Regions from separate parts of the Sus scrofa genome. Here regions 1, 2, 3, 5 and 6 are each linked to region 4. A link is a contact called in public Hi-C, HiChIP or PLAC-seq and promoter capture Hi-C data. All regions are on one chromosome and are shown on one strand. Each heading gives the region's core, a stretch centred on a gene start, on an enhancer-like site or on the middle of the called end of the contact. The rest is flanking DNA. Distances are from core to core; before and after follow the strand shown.

The links. Promoter capture Hi-C pulls out the DNA fragments that hold promoters and counts their contacts. Hi-C and Micro-C count contacts between places; a contact is called where the count stands out from the background. HiChIP or PLAC-seq counts read pairs in DNA pulled down with a chosen protein or histone mark.
Region 1: a Hi-C map of embryonic fibroblasts shows a contact between it and region 4, with 2.7 times the contacts expected there. The contact joins the promoter of DNAH2 here to the promoter of PER1 in region 4. A contact is called at or near these places in 1 of 47 Hi-C or Micro-C datasets (embryonic fibroblasts) and 1 of 2 datasets of contacts at active chromatin or transcription factors (alveolar macrophages).
Region 2: a contact with region 4 is called in a Hi-C map of liver, with 4 times the contacts expected there. The contact joins the promoter of NAA38 here to the promoter of PER1 in region 4. A contact is called at or near these places in 1 of 5 promoter capture datasets (liver), 3 of 47 Hi-C or Micro-C datasets (heart right ventricle and liver) and 1 of 2 datasets of contacts at active chromatin or transcription factors (alveolar macrophages).
Region 3: a Hi-C map of skeletal muscle shows a contact between it and region 4, with 2.7 times the contacts expected there. The contact joins the promoter of LOC110255906 here to the promoter of PER1 in region 4. A contact is called at or near these places in 1 of 5 promoter capture datasets (liver), 4 of 47 Hi-C or Micro-C datasets (liver and skeletal muscle) and 1 of 2 datasets of contacts at active chromatin or transcription factors (alveolar macrophages).
Region 5: a promoter capture Hi-C map of liver shows a contact between it and region 4, with 5 times the contacts expected there. The contact joins the promoter of WRAP53 here to the promoter of PER1 in region 4. A contact is called at or near these places in 1 of 5 promoter capture datasets (liver), 2 of 47 Hi-C or Micro-C datasets (liver and skeletal muscle) and 2 of 2 datasets of contacts at active chromatin or transcription factors (alveolar macrophages and skeletal muscle).
Region 6: a contact with region 4 is called in an H3K27ac HiChIP or PLAC-seq map of alveolar macrophages. The contact joins the promoter of MPDU1 here to the promoter of PER1 in region 4. A contact is called at or near these places in 1 of 47 Hi-C or Micro-C datasets (liver) and 2 of 2 datasets of contacts at active chromatin or transcription factors (alveolar macrophages and skeletal muscle).

The regions. Positions count from the first base shown.
Region 1 is chr12:52,980,926-52,985,419 of Sscrofa11.1, reverse strand. DNAH2 (dynein heavy chain 2, axonemal) reads right to left here and starts at 3,203. Exons shown (of 89, transcript XM_013981316.2): 1 at 3,107-3,203; 2 at 1,216-1,386. The coding sequence starts at 1,372.
Region 2 is chr12:53,110,435-53,114,286 of Sscrofa11.1, reverse strand. It overlaps NAA38 (N-alpha-acetyltransferase 38, NatC auxiliary subunit), which reads left to right and starts at 1,800. Exons shown (of 4, transcript XM_013990020.1): 1 at 1,800-1,839; 2 at 2,008-2,344; 3 at 2,535-2,718; 4 at 2,879-3,038. The coding sequence starts at 2,264. The coding sequence ends at 2,991. TMEM88 (transmembrane protein 88) reads right to left here. Exons shown (of 2, transcript XM_003131950.4): 2 at 3,639-3,852.
Region 3 is chr12:53,089,303-53,093,394 of Sscrofa11.1, reverse strand. LOC110255906 (collagen alpha-2(V) chain-like) reads left to right here and starts at 1,737. Exons shown (of 4, transcript XM_021066316.1): 1 at 1,737-1,906; 2 at 3,407-3,488; 3 at 3,634-4,092. The coding sequence starts at 1,737. All of the region lies in intron 1 of KDM6B (lysine-specific demethylase 6B), which reads right to left.
Region 4 is chr12:53,374,715-53,378,586 of Sscrofa11.1, reverse strand. PER1 (period circadian protein homolog 1) reads left to right here and starts at 1,864. Exons shown (of 24, transcript XM_005657042.3): 1 at 1,864-2,014; 2 at 2,244-2,380. VAMP2 (vesicle-associated membrane protein 2) reads left to right here. Exons shown (of 5, transcript XM_003358281.5): 5 at 1-180.
Region 5 is chr12:52,953,252-52,957,300 of Sscrofa11.1, reverse strand. It overlaps WRAP53 (telomerase Cajal body protein 1), which reads right to left and starts at 2,627. Exons shown (of 10, transcript XM_003131944.4): 1 at 1,888-2,627; 2 at 1,642-1,740; 3 at 1,424-1,535. The coding sequence starts at 2,291. It overlaps TP53 (tumor protein p53), which reads left to right and starts at 3,515. Exons shown (of 11, transcript NM_213824.3): 1 at 3,515-3,626.
Region 6 is chr12:52,877,563-52,881,708 of Sscrofa11.1, reverse strand. It overlaps MPDU1 (mannose-P-dolichol utilization defect 1), which reads right to left and starts at 2,785. Exons shown (of 7, transcript NM_001044619.1): 1 at 2,672-2,785; 2 at 923-988; 3 at 604-736; 4 at 196-281; 5 at 1-76. The coding sequence starts at 2,774.

The DNA of each region.
Region 1 (4,494 bases), core at 1,954-4,453, 390 kb after region 4:
AGCCAGAGAGCTCCACATCAAACAAGAAAAGGCTTAGAGCTAAGGCACTCGGAGGGCCTTGGTGTTTGGTGGTCAGTATTTTATTATTTTTATTATTGTTAATATTAAAGTATAGTTGATTTACAATGTTTCATCAAGTTCTGCTGTACAACAAAGTGACCCAATCACACACATCTCCCTGTGCTGTACAGGTGGTCAGTGTTTTCACTGAGAAGCTCCTTCCCTTCCCGCCCCGGAGGGTTCTCCGAATTGAACCTCACTGCCTCCCCTCCTCCCTTCCCCCCTCCTGGGACCCAGCGTCCTGGAGCCAGTTCCATTTTAAACTGATTTTAAGAGAACTCAAAAGGAAAAAAATTGCCCATTTCTAATGTCTAGATCCCAGGGCAAGGCCTTTCTCCCGCGCCCAGGCTTTCTCTCTCAACGTTTAATATTAAAAAAGGATTCTACTTCTCTTTCTCCCCGTCTTGACAGGCTGCTGGCAGTGTAAAGAAGCCCCAGGTAAAAGGGGAGGCCTATACTTAGCTCACAGCCATACCCACACTGGCCCGTGCTCTCAGGACAGCCCAGCAACAGCTACCAGAAACCTTCCAACCCTACTGGCCCCAGCTCACCCACCAGGGAGGAATCTCAGATCAAAGCCACAAGAGGCAGCCTCTTTAAACTCCTTTCTTCCTCAATCTAGACGTCAGGCTTCTTTTCCTGTGGCCCTGAACCTGAACCTCCTTCGTCTACCAGGGCCCTGCCAAAATGAGGGCGGAGATACAAGAGCCTTCAACAGATGGGAGAAAGCATCCGTCGGGCTTAGGATTCAAAGGATGGCAAAGCAGCCTGAGTCTCCATGGTGATGGGCTTAATGGGAGGAAAACATTATTTGTTTTGCCACCCAGGGTGAAAACGGGAAAAAGGAAGAGATCAAACCCTCTTCACTGGGGTAGGAGGAACCAGGAACACTTGCAACAAGGAGGAAGAGGCTACGAGAGAGGGCTGGCTAGCGAGCTCTCGGTGAACTGGGGGGGAATTTTAAGACAGAAAGAACAAGTATAAGGGTGGTCGGGGGGGGGGGGGGAACACAATACAAGGGACCTAGCGGCAGCGGCAGATCTGAGATTCCACCCAACCCCTTGCTTTTGATCCAAAAGCAAGAGAAGCTGCTCCCAGCCCCAAGACCCTCTTTAAATAATTCTGCCTCCAAGCCCCTCCCTAGCTTGGACCTACCAAGCTCCTCCTTGAGAGACTCGGGCTCCGCCTGGGACTCCCTGCTGGCCGGCGGGGTGGTCTCCTCGGCCTGTGGGGCCAGCGCAGCCTGGGCGGCTCGCCGGCGAGCACTTCCCCGGCCACTCACTTTCCTCTTCTTCTCAGCTTTGCTGGACATCGTGTAGACAAAACCTGCAGACACAGGGAAGCTGGGGGTCCACAACCGGATCCCCCCTGTCTTTTCCCTGGGATAGTCTACTTTCTTTGACACATTGGGTTAAAAATCAAAGTCAGTCCCTCAAGGCCTCAGGAATAAGTGGAAGCTAAGGATGATGGCCCAGGAGTTCCTGTTGTGGTTCAGTGGATTAAGACCATGACTAGTATCCATGAGGATGCTGGTTCGATCCCTGGCCTCACTCAGTGGGTTAAGGATCCAGAGCTAGCATGAGCTGTGGAGTAGGTTGCAGACACGGCTCAGATCTGGTATTGCTGTGGCTGTGACGTAGGCCAGCAGCTGCAGCTCCGATTTGAACCCTAGCCTGGGAACGTCCATGTGCCATGGGTCTGACATTAAAAAGAAAAAAAGGGGGGCCCACCCCACTAATGAGGAGTCAGGAACCTCTGCCCAGAGGTGTAAGGTTCTCATGAAAAGATCTACACGCTGAGGTGTGGTTGCACAAACCGTCAGGGCCGTGGATGAGTGGGAGGGCACAGGGAGGGGAAGACTGTCCCCACGTTCCACACCTTTTGTCACTGTGTCAAGTTACCAAGCAACAAGATGATTTTCCCATGTCCTTCCTTTCCTCCCAAGTTCCCTCCCCCCAAAGAGGGGGAAACAGAAAAATGCCCCCTCTCCTCCCACTAAAATCTGCAACCTCCTTAAGCAAAGAAACGACAGCATTTGCAACACGTCTCTTTAGCTTTTCCTTCCTGGGGGTAGGAACCCCCTCTCTTTAGCTTTTCCTTCCTGGGGGGTAGGAACCCCGCTCCGTGGGTACTGAAAAGGTCTCTTAGCACAGGCTGGCTGAGTCATTCCGAGCTAAGGGATAATGAAGGTGAAGAGCAGGATTCTAGATGCCCTGAGAACAGACTGGAGGAAGGAAAGACAAACGTCACCCAATGGCGAATTTCAAATGGTGTCTGGGGAGGGGAGAAGAGGATGGGGGGTGGTGAGGAAGGCCCCAGCAGCGTTTCTCTCCGAAAAGGAGGACGTCGGGGGGCCGGGCATCCCTGGCGGGCAAGGTCTGATTCGCGGCCATTCCCTCTTCACTCAGCTCTGGCCTGACAGCCACCTGTGGCTTTTCTTTCTCATCCCCACAGGCTGCCGCCGGCATTGATCAGAGGTTATGAGTTTCAAACTTGAAGGCTGTGCTCCAAGGAAAACGGTTCTATTAGGCCAGCACATCAATACAGCCAACTGGGGCAGGGCGGCTTCGGGCTTCCGCCACCCGCCTCCAGAGAAGCGACAGGCTGCGCTTCCCCGCCTCCAAGTGGAGCCTCGGGAACATTCCGCTGGCCAGGCTGGGAGCCCTCTCCCCACGGGGTTCACGCCATGGCCCCACTCCGAGACCCCAGGAGGAGCTTTCCACGAGCCTGGGACTCTTTCTATTACTCGGGAAACACCGCAGCGGGCCGGCCCTCTCCTCCGACCCCCAGTGGCTGCCAGCGAGCCAGTTTCCCCTCCCAGGAGCTTCCTCACACAACTGTCACAACCGTCCCCGCTTCTTCATCTCAACTCCAACTGCCCCTTCCTCTCCCCACAACTGCCCCTTGCTCTCCCCTCCCCCACAGCTGCCCCTTTCCCCGCCCCCCTCAACTCTCCCTCCTACCCCCTCACCGCTGCCCCTTCTTTCCGCACCTCCCGGCTCTCCCGGGCATTCCTCCCCTCCTCCCCTCTGCCCCCGACACACACCTCACGACGCCGACCCTCTCCTCCCTAGGCCGACCGACCGGCCCCTTCAGCTAACAAGTTGCCCCGCGTGGCCCTCTCGGGCCCGCGCCTGCACGCGTCACCATGGCAACCGAAGCGGGAGGGGGCGGGTGGCTGGGGCGCGAGCCCGCGAGCTCGGCCTCCTGGGCGCAGGCGCAGTGAAGTCCGGACCCCAGGCTCCCTGCCCCGCTGGTCCCGTGTCTCCCCGGCGGGGACCAGGGGCAACAGGGCTGGGGGGCAAGGGAAAGCTGCCAGACCTGGCAGGCTGGAGGGTGGCGGGGGGTCTGGTCGGAACACAGGCTGGAAGGCCTGGGGCTGGGAACAATGAGCAGCCTCCTGCAGGACACCAAACAGGCTGGGGGAACCTGAGCGCCCGACCCCGCGCCGGGGTCTGTGGGCTCCATCCCGGGCGAGTCCAGCAGATGGCGCCGGGGGTTCCGCCGGCGAGGCTCACGCGCGCCCTAGAAGGCGCTCCAGGATTTCGAGGCAGCCGTGGCTGCAGCTGAGTCCGGGGGAAAAACCGGGGCTGGAGCACCTCTGCCCTCCTGCTTGTTCCCCCTTCTTAGTTCGGACTGGGGTCTAGGATCGCCTGGCAGCGCGGGGCGGGGGAAAGAGGGAAGAACGGAACTGGAATTTGGGGAATCTGAGGATTGGCTTTGGAAAGCGTCGCTCGTTTTGGGGGGACAGGAGGCGGGGACTCTCTGGGGAAGGTGACCGGGCCGGGGAGGGGCTCGGCTCTCCGTAAGAACAAAGGCTGAGTCCTGGGGAAGCGAGGACAGGGGTGTGAGAAAAGGGGCAGACCGCCGCAGGTGCTAGGGGGCGCTGCGGGCTGGGGCTGCCCGGAGAAGCGCCTGGAAGACTGAGCTGTACCTGGGGCTGGTAGAAGCTCTAGGGAGGCCTGGGAGATCCAGAGAAGAAGCGAATCTGGGGGATGGGAAGGCACCCTCCCTGCTTCCATCAATAGTGCCTAATTAAGACAAAGCCAGCAGCGAGCCACTGATTACATTTCCATGAAGAGCTAAATTGATGACATTTTCTTCTCGGGATGAGGAGAGAAGCTGGCACCTCAGTTCCCCCTTTTCCTGGGCGGTGTTCACACCTGACGGATCTCATTATGCCAGTCTGGCACCGCGAGGAGTGGCAGACCCTGGTACTCCTGTAGGGCCCATCCACACTTAGACCCAGCTTAGCTCTCACCATCCTGCCTACCACATTTTTTCCCCCAGAATTGACAACCCCTGGCCCTTGGCATCACGAGAGCCCCATTATCCTTAAAGTGGGTTTCTGGGCTCCTGCCCAGCCCACACTCCTGTTGCCGACAGCAAGGATTGAAGGAGAGAGGGGTCCTGCCACACCCCAAAGCCAGCTGC
Region 2 (3,852 bases), core at 551-3,050, 260 kb after region 4:
CACACACACCCCATTCCCACCTCTTTTCCTAAGGGGCACAGAAACAGCTAAACTCAAAATGTCTTGACTCTACATAAGCATCCATCTCCCGCCCTATAGCTCGGTGAGGTCATCATTGAAGTAGAGGAGCAACGCAGGTGTATGGTGTGTACTGTCCACATCGAGAGAATCAAGCTCTTCCTCCTCATCCCAGATACCGTTGTCTTCCAGGGTATCATCCATGTTCAGGTTCTTCCCTTCATATTTCCATGTGTAGCTGGCGGCATGTGCATTATAGGGGAGATAGCGGTGTAGGATTTCCCACAATGATTCCAGAGCCCCCACCTGGAGAACAGAAAAGCAGCCCACCCCCAGTCTCCTGAGTGGAAAGCACCCATGTGCATACAGCTCGCGCGCGCGCCGCGCGCCGCGCGCACACACACACACAAAGCAAAGCAAAGGCCAGGAGCCCCAAAGATGATAGAGCTGGGATCAGAGTGCTTCCCTTGGCCGATAGTGGCTTAAGGCATTCCACAGTCCCAGAAATAAAGATGGAGCTCCAGCATGCAATGAATGGCCCCCAAATCCTACCAGCCTTTAGGGCAGCCACTTCTAATAAACAGTTGGCCCTAAAGTCACTGCCCCCTCACCTCATCTCCACAATAGAGCAGGCTAATAAGAGAGTCCACCTGCAACTGCTGTTCAAAATTCAACATGAACTTGGGAGGACCAAACTACGACGCCCAAACTACCCTGGACTTCTGAGGGAGTCTCTCACACCTTGTGGCTCAGCCACTCCTCGAATTGCTAACCCCGGGGACCTACATGGTCGTCTTCTTCCCTTGGTCACCCGTAAAAGCGGAAAAAAAATACAGCTGCCACTAGTTACGGAGAGCTGCTGGCCTGCAGATCTGCGAGGAGGTTTGCTGGGACTCCCAGTTCCTTCTCACCTGCCCCCAGGCACCAGTTCTCACCTCCAGCGTGTGTTCCTGCGACGTGAGCGTGTTAATGATGCGGATAGTCCGGGTCTTGGCGGACAGCCGCCCCACCTCGTAACGCGACCCCTGCCACCAAGGCTTCCCGAAATCATTGGCCCAGTCCGAACGCGGCAGCTGAGGTGGCACGTGCAGAAAGCGGCCCCAGGGGGTGCGGTATCTCAGGCAACCGGTCAGCGGATCTATGTGCTTGCGGATCTTTAAAGTAGGGTTTGGCGGAGGGGGGTCTGAGCAGTCACTATCTCGGGCTCCGGTCAGCCCCTCCGCCTCGTCCCCGCTCTACAGTGCCCCTCCCCCCAACCCCAGGTTCCAGCAGAACTCACGTCTCCGGTGTCTGGGTCGAACCAGTGGCTGATGTCCTGGCCCGCAACTTCCACGATGGGTTTCAGCAGCAGGTCTCCTGGGAAGGGGCATTCGTGTCAGTGCTAGACACCCAAGAACCAAGCACCCCCAAACGCACGCCCGACGCCGGCCCAAAAGTGCAGCCCTTACCCTTGTACTCCTGTGCCAACGGCGTCAGGTCGTACACGTTTCCCAGGTAAGACACCCAGAGGTCTTCCAGCTGGTTGTGTTGGGCCACCTCGGCCGGCGTGAAATAGCGACGCTGGAAATACTCAAAGTCTGGCCCGGCCACTAGGCCCCGGCGCAGCATGGCTCTCGCCCTCTCACCGGCTCCTTCAGTTGCGCTCTTGCTTTTCAGCGCGCACTCACTACCGCATCCTCCCTCTCGTCCGGGAACTAAGGAGAGGGCGTTTATCCGCTGACATGGAAACCATTGTCCTTTTCCGGCCACCGTCTGTCAAGATCAGACGCTGTGAGGGCGAGGTGGGGCTCACGGGAAACGTGGTCCGATTCCGACGTTGAAGTAATTGAGTGGTGTCCTCCGGAGTTCCGGGGGGAGGAAAAGACCCTCCGTTTTAATTTTGAGTGGCCTGGGCTATAGGGAGTGCTTGGGACGTACTATCTCGCGAGGCAGAAAAACAAGGGAGTGGGGAGTGCGATTAAGAAAAAAGGTATTCTCGCTTCCTTCCAGGGTTCCTAAAGGATATGTAAGAACCGAGAGAGGTGAAAACTTCTCGCGATATCTGAGGACATCCGGCGACCTAGACCTCAGCGAGCCGTTCGCCGAAGCAGGAGACGCTCGCGAGATCTCTGCAGTTGCCGAGGAGACGAGGAGGGGAGGTGATCTCGCGAAAGAAAACAGGTCGGGAGCGCTCGCGAGATCTCAGACCCCCCGGAGCCGAAAGGTTCTCAGCAAGTTGAAGGGCCTGGAGGAGGCCCGCGGACAAATGGCCGGAGCTGGACCAACTATGCTGCTACGAGAGGAGAATGGCTGTTGCAGCCGGCGTCAAAGCAGCTCCAGCGCCGGGGTTAGCGCGGGCTCGGGTTCTGGGATTGAGGGGCCGTCGGGGAGTAAAGTGGGAGGACGGAGGGAGAACTGCAGCTCCCGGCAGCCTCTGGGCTTCCTGCGAGCGCCCCGCGGGCTGTTGGGAGCTGTGGTTCCTCGGGCGGGCAGCAGCCGGGGCGGTGCGGTCTGAGCACATGTCCCGCCCCGCGCAGGACTCAGACGGGGAGCGCGAAGACTCGCCGTCTGCGCGCGCTAGGCAGCAGCTGGAGGCGCTGCTCAACAAGACTATGCGGATTCGCATGACAGATGGACGGACACTGGTCGGTTGCTTCCTCTGCACCGACCGCGACTGCAATGTTATCCTAGGCTCGGCGCAGGAGTTCCTCAAGCCGTCGGGTCAGTGCCTGGGGAATGCATACCCGCCTGGGAATGCCTCGGAGCATTTCCCCTTCAGGGCCTGGCTGTATCCCTCATTTTCGGGGGCCAGAAGCTGTAGCTCAGAAGGGGCGGGACCGACGCTGGCCTGCCTCCCTGATGCTCTGATCCTTCTTTCCAGATTCCTTCTCTGCCGGGGAACCCCGTGTGCTGGGCCTAGCTATGGTACCTGGACACCACATCGTTTCTATTGAGGTGCAAAGAGAGAGCCTGGCGGGGCCTCCCTATCTCTGAGCCCGACCGCGCATGCCTTTCAAACTTCATTAAACCTGTCACTGACATGGCCTGTGTCTGTGTGTGGTTGGGATGCGGGGGGCAAGGATTGCACACCTCCCCCCTAGAGGAAGAAGAGGTTTATCTGAGGTCGGGGGCACTCTCAGCGCTCCTTCCACGTCTAGTGCTGCCAGAGGTGCCCTTATGGTTCGGGGGTGGGGATGGGGGACAGGCTGAGCCTTAGACCCACAGGCCCCAGGGTGGGCCCCATCTTCCCTCCCACGCTGCTGGTCCGGGAGGGGGTGGTGTCATCCTGCTCCGGAAGGCCCATTGTTTCCCTCCCCGGCCTGGCAACACCGAGTTCCTCTAAGCTGGGGTCAGAGAACAGGCTCAGATCCCCAAGGGGAGCAGGACAGGCGACACAGGCTGGGCCTCCTCCACTCTCTTGATGGGGAGGTGACTTTGGGGTCAGGGACAAGGGCTCTGGGGTCTGGACAGGAAGGACGGGCTAGTGCGATAAGGGAAGGCCGGGAGGCCGAAGGATGCTCCCTTCTGCACGCTAGAGCCACACATCCCTCATCCTACCCCCACCCCCATGTTTCCTGCTCCTGGGCACAGGGCAAGAGTGATAACATTGGCGCTACCCCTGTGTTCACAGGATCCCAGGATCTCGTTCAGTTATCTCTTTATTGATGTGTGATCACTCCTTACCCTGCACCCTCGTGCCCCATCCCCCACCCGCAGATACTAGGAGCAGCACCGGAAAAGGAGGGCACCGGCAAAGTTCAGTTGTCCTCTTCACAGGGCGGCAGGAGGGGTGCAGGGTCCAGCCCAGATGTTCAGAATTCAGATAGTAGTGAGGGGAACGTGGGTTTCCCAGGG
Region 3 (4,092 bases), core at 488-2,987, 290 kb after region 4:
GCCCAAGAAGGTGATAGGGGCCCACTCCCTCCCCTCCTAACTCTGAGACACAAGAACCAGGTGTCCATGCAGGGGTCAGACCTAAGTCTGCCCTCACCTCAAACTCACTCCTCAGGGACCTATGTTTTCTGCTCTCTTAGCCATAGTTCTCTACCCTTAAGGACCCAGACACTTGGGTCCCAGTCTAGCCTCTCCACTTCCGGCCTTCCAGCCCCCATCCTTCCCCCTGCCCCTAGAGACTCAGGCCCCCAGCCCCCAACCTCCATGATGCAATGTGCTGCAAGCTGCCTTGGCTGCTGATGACACTGCCCCCGGGGGGAGGTGCTATTTCTGACCCAAGCAAGGCCCCTCACCTGGCCAGAGTAGTGGTCAGCTGCAGGCTAGAGAGGCCAGGCAGGCAAGTTCCTTCTGCTGGAGAAGGGAGCTTGAGGCTGGATCCCTCCAGGACAGGGACGCTCAGAATGTGAGACCAGGGAGTGAGTGAGCGAGAGTCTATGTGTGTGTAGTCTGTAGCATTTGTATATGTGGTTGTGTTGAGGGAGAAAGGGAAGCTGGGGAGGGTCTAGCCTACAGAGAGGGGAGTGGCAGGCCTTAGGACAGACTAAGAGGAGGAGTGAGGGGCAGCCGAGGGGGTCAGCGGGGTGTGTATGGGGTGTCTGGACACCAGAGTGGGGGAGGGGCCAACAGCCGTTTAAAGGGCCAGCCCCAGAGCTTTAATCCCTCACCAGCTCTGGCCCCAAGCCGGAGGCTGTAATTCATCTGTCCAACAGCTGGGGTGGGTGTGTGTGGTGGGGGGGGGCATGTGGACGGGAAGGGGGAGCTGGGGGAGGGGCCGCGGCTTTCTTGTGCACAGAGCCAAACAACAAAAGGAAAAGCTGAAGGGCCAGCTCCAGTGTGCCCAGGCCAGGCTGCTGACCCACAGACCTGCCAGTGGCCCCCACCTGGTGGCCAACAGGCTCTGTAGTTTAGACTCATGGATTCTTGGCCAAGGACTCCATGAACCCAAAGGTGGGGCCCTGGAGAAGGCCCACGCTGAGTGCCCCCCCAGGCAGGCTGTCAGCCCTCCTTGCAGGTCCCAGCTGCAGCCCGATCCCAGACCTGGCAGGCCTCGCAAAAGATTCAGCCTCAAATGCCCTGCTCACCGGCCAAGCCTCCCCAGACATGGTCTGCCGGCTCGGCTCCCCCTCCCGCTGGCGCAGGGTGGCAGCGGCCACACCGAGGCTGTCCCTTTAAATCATTACCACCCCTGATGGTGTGGATGAACTGAGGGCCCTGCCCCCCAGGCAGGCAGCTTGCCACCTCCCCCCCACGAGTCCCCAGAAATGTGAGGGCCATTTAAAGGGACAACAGAGAGGCAGCCGGGTCCCTAACCGCCCCCGCCCCCACCCCGCGTACACTCGCAGCCCCTTTCCCCCACGACACACAGCCCCTTGCCCCTCCAGAGGGCCCCCCAAATTCCGGTTCTCTCCCCACCCCTAGAGACTGCTAGAGGAGAAAGGGGGCCAGAGTTGGGGGGCGGGGAACTGGGGGAGCGAGAAAAGGACAGGGACTCCCTCCTTCCTCAGAGCCCCAGGGGACAGGTCGGAAGGAAAGCAAAGCCAGGAGAAGCAGCGAGACAGAGCCCCGAAAGGTGCCGCGGGCAGACCTGGGACGCACAGGCTGTCGGGCGACGGGAAGGGAGTCAGGCTGCACGAGACGGCGGCGCGGCCGGCGGGTGACCAGCCCAAGTGGGGGAGATGGAACGAGGAGGGCCGGGGGAAAGCGGCAAGGCCGGGGGCGACGGGGAGACGGAACCGGGGAAAGGGGTCAGCCGGGAGGGTGTGGAGGAAAATCCGAGAAGGGAGGGCGAGCCAGGCCGGGGTTACCTGCTGGGTGTCTGTCCCCCGGCGGTGCCCCCGGAGTCCGGGTAGGGAGGGGGGAGCAGCAGGGGGGGAGTGGGGGCTGGGGGGGCGGGGGAGACGGTCCCTCCTCTGCCTCCTGGGCCTGCCCCGGCGCTTGCAGCCTCTGCCTCCCTCCCTCCTCCTCCCCGTCCCTGAGTCCCGGAGTCAAACAAAGAACTGTAGCAGGCTCTCCCCAACCCCCTCCCTCCTCCTCCTCCTCCTCCTCCTCCTCCACCTCCTCCTCCCCTCCCTCCCTCCCCACCAGCAGGCTCCCTCCTCCTCCCTTCCGGTCTCTTCCTTCAACTACCCGCCCCCCCCCCAGCCCCCAGCACTGGTCTCTCTACCCACCCACCCGAGCCTTTTACACACCCCTCGGCCAGCCCTGTCCCCGCAAAGGAAACCGTGGAGTCCCTCTGCAAAATTGAAAGGCTCCAGAGAACATGGGAGGGGATTGGGGTCTTGCTCAAAAATCGAGAACCACAATACAATTATTTTATTTTCACAGCCAGAGGAATAGTCTGAGCTGTCTCTTCTTCAAGAAGGGGGGGAAAAAATAATCCCAAAGAAAGCAATACAAATCTGACTAAAGCCCTCATCAAATAAAGTGCACAATGCAGTGGAAGCTAATCCCCAAACCCCTCTCCCCCCACCTACCAAATTAACACAAACTCTCCATTCCTAAGATCATGGTCAGTTGGAAGCAGGCTTACCAACCATAATAGTAAAATAATAACTAACAACATTTAACAAGAACAAGCATTTCATAACAAGCGTTCATTCAGTGTTCATTCTGTGCCAGGGACTGTGCTAAATGCTTTGCATAAATAATTTTGTTTTTCCCAGTCAACAGCCTAGAAGGTAGGTATTGATATTTAAATTTTCCAGATGAAGACTATGAGGCTCCGAGAGGTGGTCACCTTTCCAAGTACTTATAGCCACGAAGTGGCAGAGCTAGGAATGGAATCCAGGTCTGATCTGACAGCCCGAATTCTAAGGTATACAATAAGAGAAACCAGTATCCAATACCATAACCAACCCCAGGACTTAACAGAGAAGGGGAAACCATAGCTATCAAGTGAGTCCCCTTCCTTCAAGAGTGAGATCTACCCACCGACACAGAATAAAGGCCCTGACTTTCCTAATACAATCTAATACAGTTTCTTGACTCGCTTCCTCACTGTTGGGGGTGTGCGTGAGGTGCCACTGACTAAGGTCAGGGCTGAACTGGTATCCGGTGAATTCCGCATGCCACACACAGTTCTTCTGAGTGAGGAGCTATCTGGCAATTTCAACTCAAAAGGAGGGGGGGGCAACGAAACACTTGGCAATGCAGCAGGTGGGAAAGGAAAAAGACTGCTGGGAGGCTGGGGGAGGGGGGCGCTTGGAGGGAAAGCCCTTCTGTGCCAATCTAGGGAAAAAGTGACCCAGGGTTCTCTTAACCAGCAAAGGGGCAAAGTCTTTCCACTGCACCACACCCCGTGCCCCGCCCCCTCACAAAACTCCAGGCCAGGGTTTCCCACCTGCAGGGCCCTAAGGCCAAGGAAGAGAGAGGAGGGGAAAAAAGCAGGCACGGGGCTGCAACACGACTTGGGGGGTGGGGTGCGGAATGTAAAGGGGAGGAGGCCTCATCGCCTGGCAACTGTCCCTGGGCACGTGCAGTGGTGACATCATCCCAGGCAACCTTTAACACAGACCTTTGACCCCGAGGGGCGGAGAGGGGCCGCAGGCTAAGCTTCCTGGGAAACAGCCTTAGGAATTCTGGGAACCCAAAAAGGAGAGGAAGGAAGGAACCCAAGCGTCCCGCCCTTATCTATTGCCCCCGGTACGGCTCCAATCCCTGGGACTCGGGCCCCTCGGCTCCTCCTCTCCGGCTCCAGGCCTGACCTCCCAACCCACATTTCTGACGAAGTCCCGACACGCCTCTCTGAGATACTGTGCCTTCTCTCTCCCGGGCGATATCTCGGGTGGGGGGCGGGAGGTGGGCGACAGGGGCACCAGGTCCCGCGGGGCTCCGTCTCCCATCGGCGGGACCCCCGTGCCCCAGCCGGCCGCCAGCCGGAATCAGTCTGGGTCCCAACTCTCCTGCCCCTCCCCGCGCTGTTCCAGGGCGGAGTCTGTGGAGTTGAAATCAGGACACGGCAAGAGGAAGAGTTATATAACTGGGAGAAGCGAGAAGGACGAGTGGAGACCGGGAGAGACAGCCCGAAAGGAG
Region 4 (3,872 bases), core at 615-3,114:
GCAGGGAGATCAAAGCTGTGTTGTGAAAGGGTAGGGAAAGATGCTGGGGGTGGGGGTGCTGTGTTCTAGACCCCCTTATTATCCCAGTGTCCCCTGCCCCGCCTTCCCTCACCCCATGCCCCCAATTCTGTGGCGCATCCAGATTGTGAAAATGTACAATAAATGTGTAATGAGTAACCAGGTGGTGGTTTAAGATCTTTTCCTAACCAGTGGGAAGGGTGTTGGATCTGCAGGTAAAACAAGAAGGTTGAGAAGATACATCTGGAAGAGACTGAGCTTTGCCAAGGAACCTGACCTTGGGCAGGGCAAAGTGTGATCCCAAAAGTGGCCACAAGGGGGCACCAGGAATCGATAATGTGTTCATGAGCCCAGGGCCTCAGCCTGGTGAACCCTGCGGTCTGGGCTTCTCAGCTTTCCCCCCATTCCTTTTCTGAGGGCATTTTGCTGTTTCTTGGATCCCTTTCTACTCCTTGACTTAACTCTCAGGTGTTACGCAGTTGCTCCTGTGGTCATTTACTCCTAGACCTGAAATAGGTGGACAACTGGGAAACATCTCTTCCCCTTTGTGCCTAGAACAGTGCTAACATCCAGAAGGGTTAATAAATACTAATTGAACAAAACGGCTCAGGGAGACAGAGGTGAGTGTGGTGTGGAGTCGGCTGCAGGGCTTGCCACCCCTGCCCTGTGTGCAGTCAGACTGGTGACTCTGGACCCCCACACTGAACTCTTAATCTCCAGCAACAAATGCAGCCGATGTGGTACCCTTGCATCTCTGACCCCGGGCACTTCAACAGTAGGTGGGAGTGCTAGGTGAGCTCCGGAGGGCCCATTTTTCTGGGCGGCAACATGAGGGTTCCGCATAGGAAATCTCGATAATGTTTCCTAAACTTGTCGGCTCATGAGAACTACCAGGAATGCTTTTTAAAATAGATTTTCAGGCCCCTTCCCCGGAGATTGAGTCAGCAGTTGTAAGGGACCAAGTGATTCTTATAATTAGGTATACAGTCATTATCATAATGTTCACCATTTGTTGAGGGCTTACTATTTTCAGGACAGGTACTAAGAGCCTTTTTACCCTTCATCTACTGAGTTCTTTACAGGCTTAGGATTCCCGCAGGCTCTTGGACCCGCCTTCTTTATGTGGGAGATCTGGGTTCAAATCATGATCCCATTAGAGACTAGCTTGTTCTTCCGGACAGATTATGTAACCTCTCTGAATCTCAGTATCATTAGTGAGGCGGTGGGAAGTGAGCCGCCGCCTCTTCCGGCTTTATAAGAAGCGCGTGGCCTGGCCACAGAAAATAATCTGGGAGGTGGCTATCATCTTTTTGTCATCATCGTCACGCGGTACGGAGACCTGAAGACCGCTTCACCTAATGCTCACACCTTCCAGCTACTGGGAGTTTCAGGTCCAGAGTCCCAGCGCGGGGGCGCTCTTGTCACGCACGGGACGGCTCTCAAAGCGCCCCCCACAAAGTTACGGGCGCTCACATCTGCGCCTGCGCAGACTCGGCAGTCTAGGGTAAGAGTGTCGTCAAGGAAAATCCCCAGCTTCTAGGTAAACAACTTGCCGCGTGAGACCGCCTGCACGTGTCCTCTACAGCTCCGGAATGTCTCAGCCTATGAGAAAATTGGGAGGGCTGGACTGACGTTTGCGTCACCAATCTAGGCAGGCCGGGGGTGGAGTCACAGCCAATAAGAATTTCGGATGTGAGTGGGGGCGTGTCTTTCCTCAGACCTCCAATCAACGCGCTAGGGCGGCCCCTCCCGCACGTGGATCTGTCGCTTGGTAGGCAAACTGACCAATGAGAAGGTGACGGCGGCGGGCGGTGCCAATGGTAGCTGGGCGGAGGCGGGGGGGGCCCCGCACGCGGCGCGGGGCATGGGTCGGCGCCCTTAGGCCAATAAGCTTGAGGGGCGTGGCGTCCTGGTCGGCGGGCGAGGCTGAAGGAGCGAGTCCAAGTCTCCGAGATCCTAGTTGGGAAGAAACTGTACCGCGCGTGAGAGCCGAGCGGTGAGTGCTCCGGCGTGGTGGGGTGGGGAGCGGGGAGCGGCGGCGATTGGTATAGGTTTTTCCCGCGTGGCGTAAGGAGGAATGTTAATGCAGTACCGTGAAGGAGAATGTGTGGATATGTGATCGCCGCGGTGGGAGCTCTAGTGGTTGCAGGGAATAGGGGCCGCGAACTCAGTTCTAGAGAGAAGGGAGCAGGAATCACTGATTTAAGATCCCTCGCTATTCCAAGGTGCCTGGATCCCTGACTGCCGCGGGGAGGGGTTCGGAAGCGTTCGGCAGCCTGAGGGAGCTGAGACCTCTGCTCCCAGGAGGTACCGGACCCTTTAGAACCAGTGGGGGACGTTCCAGTGCGTGACTGTTGCTCGGGTAGGTGCCTTAAGCACTTGAAAGAGGCCAGGGCGGTGGAGGGAGAAGTTCTCGTCGTTGTTGCTTCTTCGGTTAAGGACGCCGTTTCTGTGAGGATGCAGGTTCTATCCCTTGGCCTCACTCAGTGGGTTAAGGATCATCAGCTGCAGCGTAGGTCGCAGATGCAGCTCGGATTCCTTGTTGCCCGTGGCTGTGCCGGTTGCTCCAGCTGCAGCTCCGATTGAACCTCTGGCCGGGGAACTCATGCCTCATTTGCGGCCAGCAGTAAAAAGGAAAAAAAAAAAAAAAGCAGGAGTTGTGAAGCTAGAGAGAGGCCCTGGTAGGGCAGGTGGGTGGGTACCAAGGGATTGACAAGGTGACTTGAAAAAGGGTGGTGTGATGATTTATGTGACCCTGAGCCAGTCACATCTTGGCTGTGGCTCTGGATGTCTCTCTCATGTGTAAAAAGAAGGGGTTGGGCCTCGGAGCCATCCTTGGGAGTGAGCGTGGGGTAGGAACTATTGGATCTCAAGAGGGAGGATGGATTTGTGCAGATTGGATGCACGTGTGTCTTCCTGAGTCCTTGGAGGGGAGGAGGCAGGAACTGGGTGCTCTGGTATCTGTCTGTACAAGTAACCAGGCCTGTGGTAAAGTGACCTGTGATGAGGTGGAGGAGTCAGGAAGTGGGGTTCCTAGCAGATCACTGGGGCTAGTGGCTGCCAGGGTGATCTCAAGGACTTTGTGAGAATATGAAAACTGGGACAATGCGATTTGAAGTGTGTAGAGAGTGCAGACTGACTGTTGGGGCGGGGGGGATGGCATCTGTGTTTCAGGCACCAAACTCAGAATGGGCTGGGTATTTGAGAGGCCCAGGTCCCCCAGAGGTGGTAACACCTCACAGGTTCTTGAAGGGTAAGAAGCCAGAACGACAAGCCATTAACAGAGTTCAGATTCGAATCCTGGGCCCCATTTGTTAAGAGTCAGAGAACATATTATGAAGCAACTTAGGCAAGTTTAGTAACTTCTGAGCCTTAGTCGGTCTTTGTGCAATGGGGATAATGATATCTATCTCACAGGCTTGTTCTGAAGATTAAATAAGTTAATGTATGTAAAGTACTCAGCAAAATGCCTGGGTCATATTTAAAAAAAATTTTTTTTAGCTAAAAAATATGGCTGTATGGTGACAGTAACAGGAATGGGTGAAAGATTTCTGTGAATGCTGTGGTTAGGGACTGACAATGCTCACATTCTTAAGCTTTTTTGCAACTTTTAGTGACTCCCTCCCTGTTCTCCTCTTCCTGGTTCTTCTGGGCTGGAGCACCAGCCCCAGTCCCTCATTCCTCTCTTTTATCCCTCCCCCAAGATCCAGGCCCCAGGCTGGGCCACTTGCTCTGTCCCAGTTCGATTTCCTCATCCTTGACCCATTCTCCTCCCTGTCCCTCCTCCCTCTCTCTGCTGCCATGGTAACAAGACATTCAGGCTTTGAAGGGGGCCTCAGGGAAGGAGCAAAGGT
Region 5 (4,049 bases), core at 1,378-3,877, 420 kb after region 4:
CGCCAGATCTGAGCCACATTTTCGAATTATGCGTGCAGCTCATGGCAACGCCGGATCCTTTAACCCACTGAGCAAAGCCAGGGATGGCACCCACCTCCTCATGGATCCTAGTCTGGTTCTTAACCCACTGAGCCACAATGGGAACTCCCAACACTCTTCTCTTTTAAAACTCTCCCATGGCTTCCCAGAGGCACTCCGAAGGCCCCACCCACAAGATCTGGCATCAGGCATGGTGGCCTTCTTTCTGTTCCTTGAACACATGAAGTTCTTTCCCAGCTCTGGGTTCTCTGGGTTGTTGTAGCATCTCTGCCCCCTTCTTTTTTTTTTTTTTTGTCTTTTCTAGGGCCGCTCCCTCGGCATATGGAGGTTCCCAGGCTAGGGGTCGAATCAGAGCTGTAGCTGCCAGCCCACGCCACAGCCATAGCAATGCGGGATCCAAGCCGCATCTGCAACCTACACCACAGCTCACCGCAACGCCAAATCCTTAACCCACTGAGCAAGGCCAGGGATCGAACCCGCAACCTCATGGTTCCTAGTCGGATTTGTTAACCACTGCGCCACGACGGGAATTCCCACATCTCTGCCTCTTTGTGGAGCACTCTTTCTATACCTCTTCACATGCCGATCTTGTCATCCTTCAGGTCTTAGCTCAAATGTTTCCTTTTCAGAGAACTCCTCCCCAGCCACTTTATTTAAAGTGGTATCCTCTGGTTAATCTCTCCTCATTCTGTTTACTTCCTTCACGGTATATATATATATATATATATTTTTTTTTTTTAAAGCCCGCACCTGTGGCCTATGCAGGTTCCCAGGCTAGGGGTCGAATCGGAGCTACAGCTGCCGGCCATAACCACAGCCACAGCCATGCAGTATCCGAGCCGCATCTGTGACCTACATCACAGCTCTCGGCAATGCCAGATCCCTCACCCACTGAGCAAGGCCAGGGATTGAACCTGCAACCTCATGGTTCCTAGCTGGATTCATTCCCATTGCGGTATTTAACAAATACCCCTTCATGGTATTTGTTAAACTCAATAATGAACTTGACTGCTTATTGGGTAACATGTTTCCCACACAAGAAAGCAAACCAGTTCTTCATCTGTCTCGTTCATCACTTCACCCCAACACCAAACACAGTAGGTGGCATATTAGTGGTCATTCAATAAATATCTGAAAGTCAATTAAAAACTACGGAGAGAAATCCACTACTCCTTTATGGAAAACATATATTCCTAATGAAAGATAAGCCAAATATCACTTTAAATGACTTCGGAACTGACGGCCGAAAATGCTACCTGTGGAAACTCACGGTGAAAAAATACCCTGTTTGTGACAGGAAACATGTGGACTGTACTTTCTCCATCTACAGGCAGGACTTAAAAGTGCCCTGGCTGAGGAAGGGGCAGTTAGTCCCTACCCTTACCATTTCTGCGTATTCCAGCTGCTCCCCCTCACTGTACAGCTCTGGGGGCAGGTTATAAATCCGCAGGACGTTATCAGCACTATTGGTCAGGATGCAGGAACCATCAGGGGCCCTAGGAGTAGGAGAGAGAAGCCTGGATAGACCTGTATCTTGCGAGTGTTGGGCTTGAGCTGAGCAGACCTGTGGCAGAGGTGAGCCCCCTCCTCATCCTTACTTACCACTTACAGCCTTTCAAGAAGTTCTCAGGTTGGGTGCTGAACTCTGACCAGGAACCGCTAAGAAACCGGGGTAGCTGCGAGAAGCTGTAGTTCCAAGTGCTGGAAGGAAGATGGGGAAGACAAACCTGGGTCGCCAAAGCCAAGGAGAAATGGGCCTGGAGAAGTGGGGCTGAGGACTGGCGGATGAGATATATCTCACATTTCCAACCTCCTCAGATTCCTGAGCCAACTGCCATCAGCACTTACGTGTATCCCTCATCCTCTGGAGCGGGTTCCTCAGACACATCTTCCATGTCTTCTCCCGGCCCCAACTCTGGCTTGTTCGTTTCTTCTGCAGGAAGGCTCACTTTTTCAGAAAGTTCTTGCTCCTCGATTCGAGGGCTCAACTCACTAGGAGTATCAAACTCAGCTTCCAACGGAGTGGAGAGAGAAGCTGGGTCCCCTTCCCCCAGCTCCTGGGACACGGCCGAGCCAGCTCCAGGATCCGGGGATATCCGGGGCGCATCATCCCCATCGGGTGGCGGTGGCGTCTGTTCAGGGTTCGTATTTTTATCCATCGAGGAAGCCTGAGGAGAGAGACGGGCTGCAGCTGGGGCCTGGTCTGAAGGAAGGCAGTCCGGAGCTAACACTGGCGCCTCCGGGGTCTTCATACTGCAGAGGAAGCACGGCAAACATTGGCCGCGGCCAGGCAATCCTCTTCCCGCCGGCTACCAGCTGCCGGGCCTGCGGAACGGCAGAGACCGCCGTAAGTTCGCACGGATCCGGACGCAGAACTGGAGAAACCCAGCAGTGCCTTCTTTCTGCTCCCGGGATAGGACAGAAAACAGCCCCCCGCCCCCAGGCCTCGCGAGGCGAGGCGGGCGAACAGGAATGTTGGAGAGCTCGGCGATCCTTAGCCCTGTCGGTGGCTACGCGCCACCTGTTCTCGCGGGATTTGGGCCCACCATTCGATTGGACCTCCGCATCCCGGATCAGACTTCGCGGGCGACCCACAAGAGGGGCGGGGCAGGGACGTAACAGGTCACGGGTTACCGTTCCCCTCCAGTCCTGAATCTCCTAGTGCCTGCTGGGACTTGTAGTCCGAGAGCTTCTGAGTCAGGGAGATGTGTCTGAGCTCCTCGCGCTATCATTCTTCAAGCACCTACTCCCCTCCCCACCTGCAGAGGGCGCGAGCGCTATATTTGTTTTTACGGGGTTTGAACCTGTTTTGCATCTCAACTCCTCAGACCTCCGTCTCTTTTCATTCATTCAATAAATATTTATCATTGAGCTCTTCTTTGCTACCCAGTACTGTACTGGAAAAGACAAGAATGAATAAGATAGTAGGCAAGGTCTCTGCTCTCCTAACGCTTAGGTTGCTGTGTATTGAAGGCAAGGAACAAATTATTTCAAAACGTGATAGGGTCTAGGAAGGAAATTAAACAAGACAGTGTGATACAACGTAACTAGGAGAATACGTTAGCTTGGAACATTAAGGAAGGTCTTCCTAAAAATTGACATTTTAGCTAATGAGGAACTATCCAGCCATCTGGGAGAGCAGAGTTCCAGGCAAAAGGTGCAAAGGCTGTCTTTCTTTCACCTTCATGTCTGACTCGGGGACAAGTCTTTCAAAATGGTTTCCACCAATTCTGTTCTCACAGATCTGGGTTGTCGAATTTCTTCACCGCAAACTGTCAGTAGCTACAAAACCAACACAGCAGGAATCCTGACTCCCCTCACCCTCACCACCTCCGTCCGTCGCCACCGCCCGCAGGGTAATTGCTTGCCCTTACTTGTCATGGCGACTTTGTGCCAGGAGTCTCGCGATGGTTGCTGGGATTGGGATTTTCCCCTCCCATGTGCTCGGACTGGCGCTAAAAGTTTTGAGCTCCTCAAAAGTCCAGGGCCACCATCCTTGGCGCAGGTAGCTGCTGGTCTCCGGGGTCACCTGACGTCCCGTCTCGAGCGTGCATCCCAGGACAGTGACACGCTCTCCTGAGCTTCGGGTAAGCTCTTAACTGAGCCTGATGAATACTCTATGAGTCATGGGCTCTCGGGTCTGTGTATTTTCAGCTCAGAAGAAAGGAGGATGGAGGTGGAGCGAAAGATTTAGTGATTTGGGGGGGGGGGGGAAATGGAAGTTCTTCTAGCGGCATCAACAGAGGAATGCAATGTTGGGAGGCCTGAGTGTAGATGATAGGGATGTTAGGACCAACCGAACTAAAAAGCTGAACACCTGCGCCGGGTAGTGGGGCTTTGGGGAAAACTTGAGCCTGCCTAAGGGGTTCTTCCCCACCACCGCCACCACCCCATTTCAGTACCCGGTGTGGGGGAGCCCTTAATAAGACACACAAAGCATCAAGGTCCGAGGCTTTGGGATCTTGGAACTTTGGGGATTTATGGCTCGAGATTTTAGTGCGTATGGCATC
Region 6 (4,146 bases), core at 1,536-4,035, 500 kb after region 4:
GTCACTAGAGCCAGGGGCGTCAGTGGTGAAAGCAGCATCAGCAGGAGCACAGCATGGCAAGCTAGGAAAGCCACACCTGAGGGAAGGGAGATAGGCGAGTCCTCGTCAACTTCCGAGGCCTCTGGTTTCCCCAGGTCCCTATTCCCAGCAGGGCTCCCGAGAGCTGGAGCCAGCTCTTGGCTCAATCCCCAGCACCTCTCACAGTCTGTCCTCTGTAGTGCAGGACCAGGAAGGCGATGGTGACTGTCTGGAGCATCAGGAACAGGGCTTCACCCCAAGAGCTGCAGAGTCAAGAGTTGGGGGGAAGAAAGGTGGGCCTGGAAAGAGGCAGGGAAAGCCTCCATAGCTCATCCAGGCTGGGGACACGGTTTCTGTCTTGCACACCTTGGCTGGTTCCTTCCCTCCCAGCCATCCCCACCTAACTGACTCAGGATTGGAATCTGGGCATTCTTCCGATGCTCACCTCCTCTCATCACCACTATGGATGATGGCTAGAGTTCCAGAAAGGCTTAAGCTTCCCTGACTTTTTAACTCCTCACCCTAACCCCCACTGGAGTTGTGAGCATTTACCCTTGGAGATAAAGGGCTGCGGGAGTCCCTCACCTGAAGGGGAAGTTGTTGGTGATGCTGTAGACCATGGTCCCAGTCAGTGCCACCAGCTCCAGCATTACCGACTGGAGACTCAGCCCTTCAGCACTCTTGGCTCCCAGGATTTTAAACACTTGGGGCAGTTTTACTGGAGAAAGAGGATGAGAAAGACAGGGTTGAGGAGCTGACACCCTTTGGGAGCAAGACACAATAGCTAAAGAGCAGCCTGGGAGGCATGTTAACCCCACTTCTGGTTAGGGGGCCCAGGGGGTTTATGGCATCTTAGCATTCCACCCACCTCCCAACAGCAGGAAAGGAAGATTAAGAAACATACCCAGAAGTGAGCCAGCCACAATGCCCAGCCCCAGGCATTTGCTGAGGAGAATCTTGAGGCAGGGAACTGAGAAAAGAAAAAGCAGTAAGTAGAGACCTCTGGAACCCAGTCCCAGGCATCCAGGAGGCTCAGGCCTAAAGCCTTTTTATCTTTTTAAGGCTGCACCCTTGCATATGGAGGTTCCCAGGCTAGGGGTCTAATTGGAGCTGTAGCCACCGGCCTACGCCAGAATTGCAGCAACACGGGATCCGATCCACGTCCGGGACCTACACCACAGCAACGTCGGATCCTCAACCCACTGAGCGAGGCCAGGGATTGAACCTGCAACCTCATGGTTCCTAGTCTGATTCTGTGCCACCAAGGGAACTCCGGGATGACTTTTCAAAACAGCTTTTACCATTCCTTTTCTCTAAACCAATCTTCCATTCCCTGCAAATCACATCTAAACTCCATGATTTGACTTCCAAGGCCCTCCGCTGCTTCCCTGTATAGAGCTGATCAATGCTCAAGACTCTTATCCTTTAGTCCCGCCTCTGAGCAACCAGGCAATCTACTTCTCAAGTCTTTCTCCAAGAATAGGGTTTCCTCTGTATCCCTCACTCCAGAACACTTTGTCCCTGGCACCTACTCAGGGACTCAATTACCAGACATCTTCTCTTGTCTTGAAGCTCTACCCCTCAAGGTGCTTGGCCCAGTGGGAGTCAGATTCTCACTGGTCATGAATCCAGTTAAAGCATATCTGTCCCTGGAGCACAGTGGGGCACTATGAACTGACAGAGACATACTGCAAAGGCTCCCCAAAGGGTCTGACATCTTAGGTGGGCACTGGGGTGCAGATGCCTGGCAGATAGAAAGAGGAAGGCAGGCAAGTACAAAATTGGGGAATTCCCATTGTGGTGCAGCAGAAACATGTGACTGGTAACCATGGGGATGAGGCTTCGATCCCTGGCCTAGCTCAGGGGTTAAGGATCTGGTGTTGCCCTGAGCTGTGGTGTAGGTCGCAGACGTGGCTCCAATCCCCACGTTGGTAGCTGCAGCTCTGATTTGACCCCTAGCCTGGGAACTTCCATATGCTGGGGGTGCAGCCCTAAAAAAAAAAAAAAAAATTAGACCATGAGTGGAGTGACCCGCCAGGCTTAGCAATAACGAACCCAACTAGTATCCATGAGGACACGGGTTCGCTCCCTGGCCTTTCTCAGAGAGTTAAGGATACGTCTTTGCTGTGAATTATGGTGCAGGTCGTAGAAGCGGCTCGGATCCAGCGTTGCTGTGGCTCCAATTCGACCCCTAGCCGGGAACTTCCATAGGCCGAGAATGCGGCCCTAAAAAGCAAAAAAAAAAAAAAGACCATGGAAATTAGAAGGAAAGTTACTGGGATGGCAGGAGCCTTGGTGGTGCCACCAAAAGCCTGGATCATAGGCTTTGTATTAATGTAATCTTGCACCTGAAGATATAGCTATCTATTAAAGGTTGGAAAGACCAGATCAGATTTTAACTTTGTTTTGTGAAGTCTTGTCTTTCATCGTTGTCAAACTAATTAAGTATTCACACTCGGCGACTCTCTCCCTCCCCCAAATATGGCGTCTCCCCCCCTACGGAGCGCAAGACACTTCCGCCCTTCTCAGAAGTGACTTCCGCCCAGCACTGGCGTGGCGGTAGTCGCCGGTGTCAGTTAGTCCGCACTGAAGTCCCTTTTAAGGCCCGGGGGCTCTTGAACAGAACTTTGATTGGATTCCAAATGAAACTCACCGTGAAGCAAGTCCCACTGGACGAAAATTTGGTCGTAGCATTTCTCAGGTAAAAGAATCGGCACCAACACCCGTTTGAGCGGCCCATCTACCTCAGCCGCCATATTGCAAAGCTAGCTTCCGCCAGTCGCGCAGACCGCCATTGATTCGCGGTGCGCATGCGCACTCCGAGCTCTCCGCCTCCTGTCTTCTCGCGATAAGTCAGGACCTCCCCAGTTCCCCGCTATTTACGCCATCCCACCTTAGCGGAAAGTAGGTCCCATCCCAGGACCGCGTTTTCTGGACGCGCCCTCCCTGCTGCTGGAGTTTTAAAGCTTGCCAAAGCTGTACGCCTGCGCAGTTCCAGCTTTCGCATCTTTGTTTAAGCTTCCGTTTCGGCAGCAGGATTTATTCTCCTGCATTTCTCCGCTCCTCCTGCTCGGCGCCATCTTGTCTTCTTCCATCTGACTTTACAGTGCTCGAAGTTGAGGGAGAAAGAGCGTGAGTCTGCAAAGTGGCGTTGCGGGGGGGAGCGCTGTGGTTTTCTCTCTTCTTACTCGGCGTCTCCAGAGGGCGCCGAGGGCAGCGGGACGGTATGAGCCAGGCAGCCCTCCTTAGGTTCCGGGCCCATATTTCTCCCTCCTTGGGCTCTCCCAGGCTTTGACGGATGGGAGTGGCAGCAACTGCTGGGTCAGGACAGTGAAGCGGAGGAGGAGGTGGGGAAGGCGAGCCCAGTTTTGGGGGACAGCAGAGCCACCAGCCCTCCTGCGGGCCCAGCCCTGGCTGCTTCTGTGAAACAAGTGCCCCGGGGTTCTTCTCTCTGCCACCCAGCGCCGGGACACCAGCTCGAGCTCTGGTGGCTGGGCCCCTGCTGGGTGGCAGTGCCACACGCTTTGGTGACTCCCGCGCTACAGTCTGCAAGGTCCTACGGGGTGTCTGCAAGGTGGTGGTGTGGTTACTGGGCCTCTGCCACGTGCTGCCCGCAGAGGGGTGGGTCTCCAGGCTCGGGTGGCTGTTTTCTTGCAAGGCTTTTACGACTGGAGAGGCCCTATTCTGGCCCCTGGGATTGCTCTTGGCCGACTGTAAAGGGGGGCGTGGCACTCATTGGTGGTGCAAGCTGTGGCGGTCGGGGCGGGGGGGTGTCTCTTTTTAGAAAATGGACGCAGGCTGCCCTGGGGGTGCCACGCACCACCCCTAGGTGCACCTCCACTGAGGACTTCAGGGTTGGCTTTGCAGGTTGCCCAGGCCGGAGGCATGTTGTTCCCAGGAGCATAGAGTCACTGTATGTGGAGGTCAGGGTGCCTGTTGCTCCCATGGTTGATGAAAACCCTTTACAGGTGAGACAAGAGCATCTCAGGTGTAGCAAGGGTTTATTCCGGGCTTCCCTAGCCTGTTACGAAGCCACCGGTGCAGCCTTTTGAAAGGAAATGAACCCAGCTGTGACCTTTCCCTCCTCACTCATTGCTGTTGTTGCCTGCTTCACCTTAATTGCATGTG